Regions from separate parts of the Danio rerio genome. Here region 1 is linked to region 2. Evidence: chromatin contacts called from public HiChIP or PLAC-seq data. All regions are on one chromosome and are shown on one strand. Each heading gives the region's core, a stretch centred on a gene start, on an enhancer-like site or on the middle of the called end of the contact. The rest is flanking DNA. Distances are from core to core; before and after follow the strand shown. Region 1 holds the start of ccdc43 (coiled-coil domain containing 43). Region 2 holds the start of itpripl2 (ITPRIP like 2).

Region 1 (4,851 bases), core at 1,865-4,364, 360 kb after region 2:
TTGCAATAATCTAGTATCATGACAAGTCACCAATTGTTAGTTGTTAAAAATCTGTTTTTGTATTGGACAAAAAAAAAAAAATCCTTTTGGTGTCTCCCTAATAAGATTGTTTCCTCCACAATAATACTGTATTTTATATCAATTTTTTTGTCACCTTACATTTCCAGATGGAACTATGTAATGCATTTGAATACTTTTTAAGGACACCCTGAAAGAGGTCACGACCACACGCTGATCACGAAGTGGGCCGGAGGATTGTGTCACATGCAGATTCTGACAGAGAGGACGCACAGTATTGGTCCCGCAGGGGCTGCACTGATGGGTGCTGGGAGATGGAGATCTTTGAAAGAGAGAGCACGAGTGTTTGCCTTTGGACCTGAGCATGTAGATGCCCACCCGCACGCTCTGCCACAGCCCCTGGCTCTTGTCGCTTTCCATCAATCTGCGTCCCCTTGATAAAAATAGTGCTTAAAACAGTAGCCCACAGCAACAAGCAACATCATGACCAGAGACCCTGGACCCCTATGCCTGGGAATGGCCTCATGCAGCAATCTCTACTCCCATCTTTCATTTTAGCTTTAGATTTCTGTACAACTTTTACCCATTTTTAAACAGCATAAACATAATTAAATATTTATGAGGAAAACACAATGTAAATGCAAGTAAAAGGGTCTACATTCATGTTTGAAATAGCTTTTGTGGAAATAAAAAGTAAAGAACAAATACCATCTTCATTCATAGTGGCAGATTTAAGTAAAATGAAAACATCATATCTATTAAATGATAGAAATAATAAGGGATCAAACTAAATGCTATTTTAAATATTTGAACACTTCAAGCTGGCTAATAGGTAAAAACACGTGGTTTGAAAAATAATGCACAGCAAAATCAAAAGTTTTAAATTGACAATTATTAGTATTTTGGGGCTGTACAGTGATCCGTGATCTTTAAAAACTTTTGAGATTTATATCTATTTATGAGCAATTCCAGCAGTATGGATGTGACATTTGCAGTAAAAACTGAAAACATAAATTCACAGAGAAAGTAAATGTTAATATTATTTTTAAACATAAGTTTATATCTTTCAAAACATCTAACCAGAGTTATGGGATCAGACAAATATCAATCTGTAAACATATCTTAGATTTTAAATAAGGAAAATAAACATGCATCTGCAAGTTTACAGTATACAACATACTTTGTAGAAATTCTGTGAATTAAACTGCACAACGAAAAGAAATAATGCTAATCAACAGGATAAGAGTCGACTCACTATAGAACAAACATGACTGATTTTATTTGACATTTTTTGCATTTATGAGAAATAAGCTCCATTCCCTTACAAAAATTACCTGCAATATTTTATGTGGTAAACCATCAAATGTACAACACAAAAATTATGTGGTAACTGTGTAGTACTTTGTTGTTTTTTGGGATGTTTTACCACAAGATTCTGTGCCGTACAGTATCTAATACTCCTGTAGTATTCTTGTGGTAGTGTGTGGTATCACTTTAATATATCTGTAGTATTTACCACAGAATTTTGTTGTTCATCATGTAATATTCCTGTAGTATTCTTGTGGTGTGTGTGGTATCACTTTCATATTTTGGTAGTATTTACCACATAAGTCTGTTATACAATTTGCAATATTACTGTGATATTCTTGTGGTAGAGTGTGTGGTATTACTGTCATATTCCTGTAATGTTTTTGTGGTAGTGTGTGGTATTTTATGTGGTAAACCATCAAAAGTACAAAACAAAATTATGTGGTAATTGTGAAGTACTTTGTTGTTTTTTGGGACGTTTTTACGTAATTTACGCTTTTACGTAGGACGTAATTACGGTTGTGACGATGTAAAATTGACACTTGTGTGACTTTGGTCAATCAAATATAATTGTGTGTTGTTTGAAAACATTAACAGAAACATTTTAAGTATTTTTAAATCACTGTAAAACACTAGCTTGGACAAAAAAACACAAACTGTTTAGCTATTTAGGCGAAAACTTAATTGTTTTCATTGCAAGGTTGACATGCAAAAATGTTACACACATACTGTCTGCTATGGAATGCAAAAACTAAGAAGCTTATTATGTCGAAATCATCAGTCTTTCAAAATGTCAAAACATCATTTATGCTGTAAATATACCTGACATGATTTTTTTTGGGGGGGTATACATTACTGTTACACTAAAACACATTTACTGGGTGCCTTGATTACATAAAACGAACAATTTGCAATTTGTTTACGTTTTTACGTTGGCCACAGAGACCTTATAGAAATTACAATATGACCCAGCAGTCTTTACAGTGTTAAGCATGAAAACGTAATCTACATCAAATCATAGTTCATCTACAACAGGGGTGCTCAACCCTATTCCTGGAGATCTACTGTACCTTCCTGCAGATTTCAGTTGCAACCATTATCAAACACACCTGTCTGTAATTATCCAGTGCCGTTCAGGTCCTAATTAGTTGATCAGGGCTGGAGCTGAACTCTGTAGGAAGGTAGATCTCCAGGAACAGGACTGCGCACCCCTGATCTACAATAATGAAATGCCAAAAGAATTACAGGCCTCAGCATGATCGAAGTCGTATAGCACTAGTTCAGCCCCAATTATGATTCCCATGTGAAAGGACACTTCATGCATCAAGCCAATAAAATGTTAATATGTACGCCATGTATTAACCACTTTCTAAAATAAAATAAAAATCAATCCTACCTGCAGTTCAGAAGCATCCTGCGGTGTTTCACCTGGATAAGGACATCCACCTGTGACTTCAAGCTTCTCCTATGTAGTTGATTGGCAAACATTGCCCTCTAGTGGCCAGCTTTTAGTTTTAAAGATCAACATTATATCATGTTGCCGCGCACCTTAGGCCCTCATGCACTTAAGTTATGAGCATTTAAATGTTCAACTTCTCACGGAAAATGAAGTACATGAATAACAAGCTAAATTTTATTCATGGTATAAAAAGGAGAAAAACGCTAATAGAAATTAACAAAAAGTAGAAGTATTAGTAAACAAGTTTTTGTATTTAAAACAAATGCATGCGAATGTCCCACAACCCCACAACGGTCCCACATTTGTGTCTGGCGTTCTGTGCGGACACCCCAACTCACTCTCAGGACCCCAGCCAGGGAAGATGGCGGCGCCCGAACAAATCGCCGGGGAGTTTGAAAACTGGCTGAATGAGCGGCTGGACTCGCTTGAAGTTGACCGAGAAGTTTACGGAGCTTATATACTTGGGGTGCTTCAGGAGGAGGAGAGCGATGAAGAGCAAAAGGACGCTCTTCAAGGCATTCTGTCCGCTTTTCTGGTCAGTGCACGCGCATATTCTGTGCACGCTCACCTCAGCTGTCAAGATATTTCACGCGAGTGGCATTTCCTCTTGGGATCCTGTAAACTGTAAACACTGCTGTGACAAACTCGTTATGAACACAAAAGATAATAATATATCGTAACCTTAATTGTTTTATTTATTCATTTGAGCAGTAAACGTGTGAAAGGTGATCAAACGCCTGTTGCGATTGTCAGAGGTTAAATTCAGTATTATAAACAGTATTTACTCAAATAAATACCATTTGTCTTCACCTATACCTTTAAACGAAAGTATGTTGATTTATATATGTATATTTAAATAAGGTGTCTAAGCCCTCTGTAATCGTCAAAATACAGTCGTTGGCATGAACATTTTAGACATATTTTATAAACTGAGTTTACTTTATTTTGATAGGAAGAAGAGACGCTTGAGGAGGTTTGCCAAGAGATCTTGAAACAGTGGACAGAGTGCTGTAGCAGATCTGCAGCAAAGAGCGATCAGGCGGATGGTAAGTTCAGTGTTGGCATTAGAAAAGGAACTGACTGGGATAATACTGTAATTGTGGTGCACTTCTATGCATGTGCAGTATTTATAACTCGATTGCATAACGTTTATCGGAATGCACTATACATGCTGTGAAATCTTAACAATAAACATATATAAACATTTACTGTATATAACATTCCTACCAGTCATTCAGCTTGTGGTGACATTTTATTTTTTGTGGTTGTTTAATTCTGTCAGTTTAAAGTGTCAATAAAGACACATCACTCATTCCAGACATGCATACTCAAGATTTTGTATTATTTTTATCATTAAAGTGAAAATAAAACATTTCTAATTAAAATGTTTTTCATTATATTTTATCAAAGCGTACTAACAAAAATACTGTGCTGTTTCCAGAAATCTTTAACATTTTTAATAATATTTCTTTAGCAAATCAGTGAATTAGATGTTTCTGTATATGAAGAGTTTAGATGCAAAACCTCTAAATACTATTTCATATTTTCTTCTAATATTAGCATTTTTCTCAGACTCCTGTTTGTGGGCTCAACGAATAAGTTATTTTCGTTGTTTTTAAAGGAAATAACTGCATAGAAGGCTGAAAACAAAAAGCTCATTTTAGGAAAAAAATTTGGACGGCATAAAGAGGTTTTTGCATCTGAACTCTTCATATATTATTAAAATGCAGTCTTGTTAGGACTTATTTTAAAAACAGTTTTAAAAAAATCTTCCTGACCATAAAATTTATGACTTTTAATATTTTCTTTTTCAACATTTTAAGCCATCTTGAAAACATGGCTTGCAATGTTTTACTGTTTTATTTATTTTCAGCTGTTTTTTTTATATACAAGTTTATTTAATGAGTGAGTACGTAATGCATCCTTCAAACCATGTACAGTGAGTCTATAATAAGTGTTTATATTCAGCCTGTCAGGTTGATCCCTGCTGTAGAGTTGCCCAAGACATTTGCGAGTCCTCATGTTACTAAACAGAGAAGTAGACTCAGAGAAGCAGAGCCACAACA
Region 2 (5,160 bases), core at 2,518-5,017:
AAAACATTGTTGAATCATTTTAATTTCTTTTAACTGAAGGCAATCTCATCACATGATTAAGAAGACATATTATAATATAATACAATGCTGACAGTGCTAATAGTCTTTTGGTTCTGTTTCCATGTCCTATTGTTCTATAAAAATAAATAAAAGGAAAACATTTTTACAGCTGTCAAATTTAAGAAATATTCAACGAAACTCTGTGCAGTCCAAAATATATATTTTATTTAAAATCACATATTAAAAACATTTAAATTATATCTATTATTTATATAAATTATGTCTATACAAAATGTATTTACTCACTGTATACCGTATATACACACCACACATACATATACACACAAAATATTTTTCTCAAATATGTACATCAAGTACAATGTATTTTACATTCAACTTACATTCATATACAGTACCAAATATATATTAAATGACATATACATTATTATACATACATTCAACATCAGTCACTCTGTATTTTTATATTGCTTGTTTTGGACTACATTTTAGCATAAGTTTCAGAGCACGTCCGTTTCATTTCCTTATTTCATTTGTTTGTTCTGCTTTTAGGCAACACCAGAAATGAAGCTTAAAGTATTTCCCTGTAAAGCTGGTGAAACTAATTTGTCTGACATGAAGGACCATGAACTCTTTGAGAACAGCTTAATGGATGAGTAAAGAGGCTGACAAATTAACCTTGTGGCTAACAGTACCTGCAAGATATCAATGAGGAATTTAGCTGCTTTTGTGAAAGTGAATGCAATGCAATCAGCAACTAAAACTAAAGCTACAGCTTGAATAAGTGACCCTGGGCTGAGGCAGCGTGCCTCTATAGCGACAGCCTGTAGAAGCATGTCTCTGAGGGAAAAGATGATGCGCACACATGTTTGGGTCCCTGTAGACTCACAAGATGAAGTGAAGTTATGCCTCATCCTTCAGTGGGTCACTAAAAGTAATGAACTAAGGTGAACTGAAGCACAATTTATGATCTAACTCATCATTTGAATGCTTAAGCAATCAATTAAGCAATGCTGAAAGTGTTATGAAACAATGTCAATAATTTATTCATTAAAAATATGTAAAATATAGCTAGATCAAAATGTCATGTCATCATAGCATATGATTTTAAAACCTTCAAAACAGGATGTTCATCTGTTCATGCTGGCATTACTAATACTGTGTGGGTGTGGAAAAACTTTGGTGTTTATGTTGTTTTGACTAGTCACTACCAAGGCATCATGGTCACACTGAGTCAACTCAAGTCTAGCAGATCTCAGAAAAAAACCCAACAAACAATTTTGTGTTTAATAGGCGTCTGATAGACATCTAAACGTAGACCTTGTAAAACAAGGTTAATTTGCGCTGTCAGTGAAACTCTAATAGACATCGAAGAATAGGCCAAAACTAGACTAGTCGTCAGATAGACAGATTAGACCGACTTTAAATGTGTAGTCATTTATTTCTGTCTATTTAATGACTAGTCTAGTTTTGGCCTATTCTTAGATGTCTATTAGATTTTCACTGGCAGCCCAATTTTAGCCTTGTTTTAGCCGAGTCGACTGTTTAGATGTCTATTATAAAACAAATCTTTTTAAGACATCTTTTAAAAACAAAAAAAGTTTTTTTTCTCTGAAATGACCCCTAGACTAAATGTATAAACAGTCACTGGTCCTTTTTGTTTTAAAAATCTACATGTCTCTCCAGATATGATAAATAAATTTGCACAAAAAGAAAATCATTACAAAAGTGAAATTCAAGCAACATTTTAAAGCGAATTCTTCAATTACAGTACATACTGATTTATACAGTACCATGACTGATATGATTGATGTACTGCTGTACCTTTGTAATGCTACCATAATGGTCTAATCTAGTGCTTTGGCTGCTACCTTGGAGGCAAAAAAATATTTTTTAACAGAATTTAACAAAAACACTGATTTCAAGAGACATAAATGTCTTAAAATATGTAGCAGTTCATCACTGTGTGTTCAGTAATACCAGTTATAGTTGACCTTTACTCTGCATCAACATATTTGCAGCGGACTACTCTGCCAAGGCTGGTCCTCTGTGGTCGCCCGAGGCGAATAAGGCGAGGGAGGTGGTTCCAGGAGTAGGTCAGTCGGGCGGAGACCATATCGAGGGTGACGTCACTGAATTCTGCCCACAGGTTTGAGGGTACCATCTCCTTAACAAGCTTGGGCAGAGCAACAGAGTCTGGCAAAAGGCCATTAACACCTCCGAGGAGTAAATGGCAGAGAGCCCGAGACTGTAGGCTGTCCCTTAGACTGCGGAGAAGATCATCTAACCGGTCCACAAGGTTGCACTCGTCCCAGGCCTCAGGGGGTGTACTGAGCAGCAGACGAATCCATGCGGTCTTCAGAGCATAAGACGAAAGCACCCTTCCCCATTCTGCTCCAGACTGCTGGTCCAGCACCTCTCCACTGAGGTTACGGATCTCCTTTAGGAGTTGAAGGCACTTCAGATGGCAGGAGTTGGAAGGCAGTCTACCTTTCAGGCATGTCAGCAGTCTCTGCTCCTGTCTAGGAAAATACACAGTCCAAAGGTCCTTTCCTTGCTGAGATGCCACCAAAAATCCTCCATCACTGAGAGGAAATGCTGGGATCAGCCGAATGCCCATAGATATGTGACAGCAGACGTAATCAGAGCGGGGGGTCATACGGAGGAGAACCTGCTGCTCTTCACTGAGAGAGAGACTGAGGGAGCAGCGCTGGTCAAAAGGGTAACGTACGGCAGCAAGGCAGCGCTGAGTGGCTGTGTAAAACCAGCGCTGGACAGAATCTGGACTCATCTTATAGACATTTTGAGAACTGTGCATGAATGTGTCAGTAAAGGCCTTGTGACGGCGTGTCCACTCTGCCTTGCGAGGTGTGTTCAGTGTGCACAGCGGTGGTCCTCTATGTTTGTCAGTGCAAGCGCTTGTCTCCAGTTTCAGCCCACGAGGAGCTCGCAGAGGTACGAGGATGTCAAAGCAATCAGGTGAGCCCACCTTGTGCTCCTCATAGGAGCTGCCAATCTGGATGAAGTCTCCCCTGAAGGCTAGAGAAGACTCTGGTGGGACATCAGTACGGCCCACCCTGACAAGTTCACTGACCAATTTGGCAACATGGGCTTTGCTGTGGCCTAGAACATGTGGAGAGAGGCGCACATGCCTCTCATAGTGATCGTCCAGTAGCTCTCGCTTGGAGACTCCCGACTTTCCATGCACCTCTAGGACTTTGTGGAAACCCCTTCTTACAGAGCCAGGCTGACCTGAGCAGTACCTTATAAAGAAGTAACACAGAATAAATGCCAGAATGTACTTGAAAAGTGTAACAACTCCTGGTCCCTGGTCAGCACAGTCGCTTCCTTGGTCCTCCAATCCTCTAAAGATGTACTGATGCAGTAGCAGCAGAGCAGTGAGGATGCAAGTGACCAAAGGCCAGAAAAACCTGAGGTTGAGGGTGTAAACACTCATCCTCCTCCTGCTCCTTCTCCAGTCCACTTCAGCTCTATAGGAATGGTCGGGGCTAGCCCATGCCGATCCACTCGTCCAGATGCTGAAAATGAGGCCCAGCTGATGTTCTTTCCACCACTTTGAACAAAAGTTGTCGTGTAAGGAAAAGTTCACCCTGTTGGGTTCCTTTACAGATGCGGCATGTGCCGAGGGCAAAAGCAGTCCTCTCATTCAGGATGTTTGAAAATCCCCCCTTTTGTCACTGTGTGCAACAGGAGCGCGGGCTCTCGGTGTGTGAGCTCAGAGGAAATGCCAAACTCTTGAGAGAGGAATTTCTGTTTAAAAAAGGGGCGTTCAAAACCCAGAGCCGGTCCACCCTCCTCCTCCCTCTTCTCTTAAAGAAACAGATCTCAGAAAGGGAAGTGCTTACTGACAAAATGAGCTGCATAAAGATTTACACAACATAACTACTTATACTAACTGCATGAATAACAAAAAGAACACAATATGATGAACATTTTAAATGTTAGTAAATGGTAATAGTAAAAGGTACAACAACTAACCACAGTTCATCAAAAAGTCTACCCTCATGTCAACACAAATTTGTATGATTTCCTTTTTTCCTCTGTAGAACAAAGACGCACATGTTTTGCATTCAAATAATCACAACTGTGTTCAAAAAATGCCAAGAATAATTTATAAAAGATGATGTCATCAGTACAGGGGTGTGGCCACTGTAAGCTACAGAGAAGAGATTGAGAATGTTTAGAGAAACACTGAACACACACACACACACACACACACACACACACGCACACACACACACACACACACACACACACGCTAAATATTTGACACAACCCTCTGTTAAGGGAGCGTCACAGAAAGATCTCTGTATCTTTGTTGATCCGTTACTGACCCCTAACCTCGGTGTGAGCCCTCCCACTGTCACCCACGACCTCGTGACACTGAACAAGAAACCACTGTCATCTCTCATTCAGCCCACAGACTACTGTTTGAACATAGCCTATTAATATTATCTTGCTTCATAAACACAAGGTATTTAAAAGAATTATTCAAAGCTTAGTCAAATAAAATTAATCACTCTATTCATATCCCAATCATATCTATTCAAAACACATGTAGTCCTGTGTAAAGAGTACAGAAAGTCAGTTCTCTCTTCACTTTATTTCAGACAGACCAAACAGAAAGAAACAGTTTTCCTACCCAGCACATGCCTCTGCCACATCCCTTAGATTTTTTTTTTCAAAACAAACGCCATGGCCATGAAGGTAAGGACACCTACGGACCCACAGCAACACCTGGCTAAGTCTCAGAAACCCATATGACCCCTCAGAGGATAAACATAGAGAATGCTCACTAAACATGGCTGACTGAACTGTTTAGATAACAATATAACTGCTCTGTTGGGATGAAGCAGATGTATGAGGAAGGAAGTAAACTTGAAACAGCAACGGACATGAGACAATTACCGCTACATTTCTGTCCAAGTACCTTCTTATCAAACTCTCTGTGCTATTTTGATCGGTGCTGCCCACTCTAAAAATACGAAGCTGTCTGAAGGGTCTCAACCAGTACTAAACAACAGATAAAGCACTAATGATTTCCAGAGAGGAGAGTTAAATGCAGCTTTGCTCCTGCTAAAAGAATGTCTTGTGGTTGGCATATGTCTTAAGGGGAGAAAA

What was found. HiChIP or PLAC-seq counts read pairs in DNA pulled down with a chosen protein or histone mark.
Region 1: a contact with region 2 is called in an H3K4me3 HiChIP or PLAC-seq map of embryo, with 6 times the contacts expected there. The contact joins the promoter of ccdc43 here to the promoter of itpripl2 in region 2. A contact is called at or near these places in 1 of 18 Hi-C or Micro-C datasets (embryo) and 1 of 4 datasets of contacts at active chromatin or transcription factors (embryo).

The regions. Positions count from the first base shown.
Region 1 is chr3:30,387,944-30,392,794 of GRCz12tu, forward strand. ccdc43 (coiled-coil domain containing 43) reads left to right here and starts at 3,115. Exons shown (of 5, transcript NM_200658.2): 1 at 3,115-3,320; 2 at 3,738-3,831. The coding sequence starts at 3,147. It also overlaps a transcript of LOC100534815 not described here.
Region 2 is chr3:30,027,929-30,033,088 of GRCz12tu, forward strand. itpripl2 (ITPRIP like 2) reads right to left here and starts at 3,768. Exons shown (of 1, transcript XM_068219060.2): 1 at 204-3,768. The coding sequence starts at 3,685. The coding sequence ends at 2,015. All of the region lies in intron 1 of LOC141381219 (a long non-coding RNA gene), which reads left to right.